2 separate regions of the Ovis aries genome follow, and region 2 is linked to region 1. A link is a contact called in public Hi-C data. All regions are on one chromosome and are shown on one strand. The core of a region is the stretch at or near the end of the contact, and the rest is flanking DNA. Distances in the headings are between cores, read along the strand shown. Region 1 has its middle 180 kb from the start of TRIB1. Region 2 has its middle 130 kb from the start of TRIB1.

Region 1 (2,700 bases), core at 63-2,562:
CAGTTCTGCCCTTTGAGGACCAGAGGTTGAGTCTGTCAGGGATTTCATCCAATGGTGGGTGTGTACCTCTGTGTCAATTAGCAAGCTGTGTGCTGAGGGTACAGAGATGAATGAAGCACTGTCTTTGCTTTGAGGAGCTCATAGGATGGAGGCATACAGAGTGAAAATTCAAATCCACAACAAGTGTTAGTGGAATAGTGTGCAAAGTGTTTGGAGAGCAGGATTTGCCTCTGAGAGGTTGGAAAAGATACAGGCTTTGAAGCCAGGCACATCTGGGTTTCAGTTCCAGCTCTGCCACTTGCTTTGGGGCACTGGAAAAGTTACTTAACCTCTCTGAGCCTCAGTTTCTCTATCTAGAAAATGGGAAGAGTAACAACCTATCTGGGCATGGGTGGATGCAAGCGATAAAGCGCCTGGCTCACTCAGTGCGTGGAGACTATCACCATCATCAACTGTCAGAACTCAGGCCAGACGTTCACTTTCTCCAAGCTTCTCCAGGAACTTCTAGTGTTCTCATCAGCACAGGAGGTGATGGAGGTGAACTGTGCCTTGTAAAACCATGACACATTAAGCAGTGGTTGGTTATCACTCTTGGGATCCTTGTAGTGTGTGCGTGCGTGCACGCTCAGTCGCTCAGTCATGTCTGACTCTGTGCCACCCCGGGGAGTGTAGCTGGCCAGGCTCTTCTGTCCATGGGTTTCTCCAGGCAAGAATACTGGAGTGGGTTGCTAATTCCTCCTCCAGGGGATCTTCCCAACCCAGTGATGGAACCCAAGTCTCCTGCATCTCCTGCATTGGCAGGTGGATTCTTTTACCACTGTGCCACCTGGGAAGCTCCTTGGGATCCTTATTCAGTCCTCATTAGGGTCAAGAAGGAGATGCAGCAGGGTGGTTTGTCAAAGTCCAGTGCATAACTGCAGGCTGGAAGCCAGGGCAGCCTCTTTGATCTTATGCACCCCCACCCCCTGCCAACATCCAGAGCCTCCAAAACGTTTCCCTCCCTCTGAAATCTACACATATTCTGGACCAGAATAGGCAGATCCTGGGGCTTGGTTTCTTTGTCTCTCAGGCCTTCTGCTGGAAGGAGGGGGGGGCGGAGGGGGGGACTTGCCATCAAGCCTGAGAAAAAAGTCAGGCGTGTTTGGAATGCAATTGCAAAAGAGGTTACAAGAGCCTGGCGAGAATGCTGAAATCAAGTGATGTCGAGAGGTTTTGTTATTTTTGAAAAAATGACTCATTCTGAGAAACCCTAACGGCCTCCCAGAACATTCACCTAGTTGCCTGTATGTATAACCCAGAGCCCACTGCAGAAAAAACAAATCCTGTTCTCACAGCTGAGGGAGAGGATGGTGGGGGCAGGGAGGGTTGGTGGTGGGAATCCAGGTGGAGGAAGGCTTTAAAGCTAAGTCTTGCCCTCTGAGTGGACGTTTTTAATTTTTCAAGGCCTTTCCTCTAAATTGTGTCATTCCAGTCAGCACCAGAGCATCCACTTGGAGGTAACTTGTGTTCTTTGGGTTGACCTGAATTGGCCAGGGGACGGGGTGGTTGTTCCCATTTGACATGCAAAGGAAGTAGGTGCCCAAGAGCTTAAGCTATTTCCCCAAGTTGAAGGATAGGGGAAGAGAGGGTGAGAGAGGAAGAAGAGGAGGGGAAACGAAAAAGAAAAAGGAGGGGGAGGAAGAAGAGGAAGAGGAGATCCATGAATGAGGACCAAGATGAGAACCATGCTTGTCTTGTGGACAAACACTGCGAAAAGTTGGTTTCAGCAAAGGCAGCTGGTCTCCCCACTGTGGAACGCTCAGGATCAAGAGTTAGAACTGTGGGCTCTTTCTCTACCTCTGCCCTTAACCAAATGTGTGCCTTTGGGGAAACGTGTCTCTTTACCAACCCTCCACTGTAAAGGAATGGGGTGGAGGGAGTCAAACAAACTCAGAGCTTCTGAAATCTAGTGGGCACAAGAATATTCTGGAACATTTGTTACAATGTAGTTTGCTAGACCCCTCTCCAGAAATTCTGATTCCAAGGGTCTGGGGAGAGGCCAGGGAATCTGCATTGCTGACAGGCTCCCCAGTGGGGCTGCTGATTGGTCATGCTCCCCACTTTGAGCATCCTCAGGCCTGGAATGACCCTGTCATTTCTACTGTTCAGTGATTCAAACATTCAGCATCTCCTGGTCATTGGAACTGTGCCAGGTATGGGAAATGAAAAAAAAAAAAGAACTAGATGTGGTTTCTGCTTTCTGGGTCTAGAACCCTAGGTGGGGATACAGAGAGGACAATGGATCCTGTTATCACACAAGGTCCAAGGGGCCAGGGAGAGATGAGAGTGTTCAGCTGCCCGTGTGGGAGTCAGGTGGGGGCTCAAGAAGGAGGGTGCTGGGTGAGACTTTGGACCAAAGTTGCCACTAACTGGGAGGATGTATTAGGAGACGACTCCTGGGCAGAGAGTAGTGCAGGCTGTTTTAAATAGTCCACAGAGAAAGCATTGGCTAAGCGTTCTTTGCATGTGAGTGCTGCTCAGAACCATGAGAAGCCACCAACCACAGCTGCAGCTATTCTGTGTCTGCTTGGAGGGCCTGAAACCAGAGGACAGGGTTCCCAATGGGCCAGCATCCCTGGGGACCACACTCTAGTATAATACGTACACTACTCACCACTGATGCTCATTATTTGTGAAGTCTGCTTTTGCAAATTTGCGTAC
Region 2 (2,700 bases), core at 146-2,645, 50 kb before region 1:
CACCTCTGCTACCCGCTTCTCCTCCTGCCCTCAATCTTTCCCAGCACCAGGGTCTTCTCTGATGAGTTGGCTCTTCATATCAAATGGCCAAAATGTTGGAGCTTCAGTATGAGTCCTTCCAATGAATATTTAAGGTTGATTTCTTTTTGGATTGACTGGTTTGATTTCCTTGCTCTCCAAGGGACTCCCAAGAGTTTTCTCCTAATGGCTTATCTCAACATCTGAGTTTGGTGAGGAGACACAAGCATTCAGTCCATAGCAAGTACATTCTGCACTAAAACTATGGGTGTCCCTGCTAAGAAGTTAAGTGAAAAGACAGAGAAAGTGAGGGATGGCAACCCAGATAGAGAAAGCACAAACTTCTTCTATTCTTGGGGGCTTTCAGCTTCTCTGGGTCCAAACACCAGCTCATACTTGAAACAGTCCAAGAACATTTTCAACTGGGGTTCTCAAGGAGAATAAATGCTCTCTTCATCCCTAATTTTATCCCTCATATTGTATGGACTTCTAAATACAACTATTTGGTTTGGCAAGATCATTGGTTCTTGGAGCATAAGCTGAAGAATCTCTTACGGTTCTTAGCTACTTTAGGCTACTCTTTGGACCTCTGTAAATGTCTTTTGGTTGGTTCATGAAGAGGCTGCCCCTAAATTTATGGCTTGAAAAGAGATGTTCAATTAGGCGTTGGTTGAAGTCAGAAAAAGATTTCTGCAGGAGAGACACTTTTGAGCTGGTGTTTGAAAGGAAGGCAGATTGGGGTCCATGGGGAGGGTGGGAACAAAACTCTGCTGGAATCCCCCTACATCCACCTCACCCTCCCTGGCCAGTGCTGGCATTCCCACTGTACCCAGGAAACACTCCACAAACCCTACTTGAACAGAAGTCATCCTATGAGGCCCGGTTCAGTGTCTGCTTCTTCTGAATCCTCCTGGGATCGCCCAGACAGAACAAGTCACCCCTCCCTTTGGGTTCCTGGAATCCAGAATCCGTACACATTGCGGCACAATTATACTGTAATTTTCCTCGAGGGCAGAGGCTATGTCCTTGCATCTCTGGCTCCAGCTCCTGATATTTTCTGGGTGACTGAGAACCATGGGTCAGCCTGTCCTGCACTGGGAATGATCAGCGGGGTCTTGAGGAATTAGGGTTAACTGAACACCGGGGACCACTGACTATCAGGAGGCTCCAGGGCTACGCTCTGTTTTGCAGTAACGCCGTTCCACATTTCCCAGAGATTGTTCTCGTAATACGCAGGCAGCATGCCCAAGCCAGGCTCTGACTAGCTCCTAAAACAAGTTAAGTCTTTCCTTTTGGGACAATTCCATCAGCAGGGCTGATGAGCATGCTCCTTTGGCAGCCGTGGCTTTCTCAGTCCTGATCGTTGGGTCATTTCCCACTGATTTCCTCACGGCTCCTTGCAGCAGCACTGTTACCCTTGGCTGGGCTTCTGGCTGGTGAGGAGATGAGCTAGGTCTTTGCAGATCTTGGGGTGGAAGAGAGCTCCCTCCACACCCCCACCCACAGCCGCCTGTGCACGGCTGTGATGGAAACTGACTCCTCACGCAACAGATCTCAGTGGAGATTGGAAAGTGCTTGTCGGAGGACAGAGTTGTGTCATTGTCGGTACGTGGGTGCAAGCCAGGCTGCAAATGAGACTACAGCCTTCCCAGGGCCCTTGCTTTCCACCCTGATAGAAGGACAAGGCCAGCTTCAGAGATCCTGGGCTTTATATGCCTGGGCTCAACTGAGTTTCATCAGATGAGGGTTGTGGAGGTATACCCTAGGATGGCTAGATGATGGAGGGTGGAAGTCTCTGTGGGGAATTCACAGTTTTAGGCAGTCCCTATCTGCAGGATGGTGCATTTTAACCCTCCAAGTCCTTCCCAAAACGCCTGGGGCAGGAGCATGATTTCTGACACATACATTTGTAAATTAGCCTAAACCTGAGTCATCTCAGCCATCTCCACCCTGCACATGATTTGTGGGGAGCCTGAGATCTGAATCTCCGGAGTCCTTTCTGCTGAATTTTGTTGACTTGGGGATGCACAAAGGGTCTCCCTGTGATAAATATGTCTGGAAGAGAGTACACAGATGATTTAAATCTCTCACTGAAAATGAAAGCACAAATTTAGTTGAGCAGCAGAATAGAGGGCCGTAGCAAGAGCACTGGATCAGGGATCAGTTTGCCCCAGTTTTGTTCACTTGGGGTAATTGTGTATTTTCTTTTGTTTTTTCTTTTTCTAAAATTCATTTCATATGATTAATAGAGTATTTAAATGTGTCATGAATTGTTTGTGCTTTACAAATATTAACTCACTTAATCTTTTAAAAAATTTATTTTTAATAGGAAGATAATAGCTTTGCTCATTTAATCTTTGTAATAATCCATGATGTAGGTATAATTACTAAACTCATTTTATAGATGAGACAAGTGAAAAGCAGAAATGCTAAGTAACTTGCTCAAGATCCCGCAGCTAATAAGCAATGGAGGAAGTCTGAGCTCTCCTCAGAATCCTCACCTGGAATATGGGGATAAAGCCTGCTCCCTTCCCATCTCAGCATTTAGTTCTTTTGTGCTTCCACAGAGCTTCACTTGTACCTCTGTGATTATCGGAATGAAATCTCCTTAAAATATAAGGTGGATGAGGGCTTGACTCTGCACTTTGCTCACTGATCACTGGTACAAATGAGGAGGAGCCC

What was found. A called contact is a pair of places that touch in the nucleus more often than the background predicts.
Region 2: a Hi-C map of tail adipose tissue shows a contact between it and region 1, with 2.1 times the contacts expected there. The contact joins two enhancer-like sites. A contact is called at or near these places in 4 of 16 Hi-C or Micro-C datasets (mesenteric adipose tissue, omental adipose tissue, retroperitoneal adipose tissue and 1 more).

The regions. Positions count from the first base shown.
Region 1 is chr9:27,639,198-27,641,897 of ARS-UI_Ramb_v3.0, reverse strand. No RefSeq gene overlaps it. Among named protein-coding and RNA genes, the nearest start is that of TRIB1, 180 kb to the left of the region's middle. Within about 2 kb of position 1,312, at least 14 of the 54 cell types and tissues checked have an H3K27ac peak or open chromatin away from gene starts, as enhancers often do. A contact at or near this core is called in tail adipose tissue, where this site is marked.
Region 2 is chr9:27,689,721-27,692,420 of ARS-UI_Ramb_v3.0, reverse strand. No RefSeq gene overlaps it. Among named protein-coding and RNA genes, the nearest start is that of TRIB1, 130 kb to the left of the region's middle. Within about 2 kb of position 1,395, at least 7 of the 54 cell types and tissues checked have an H3K27ac peak or open chromatin away from gene starts, as enhancers often do. A contact at or near this core is called in tail adipose tissue, where this site is marked.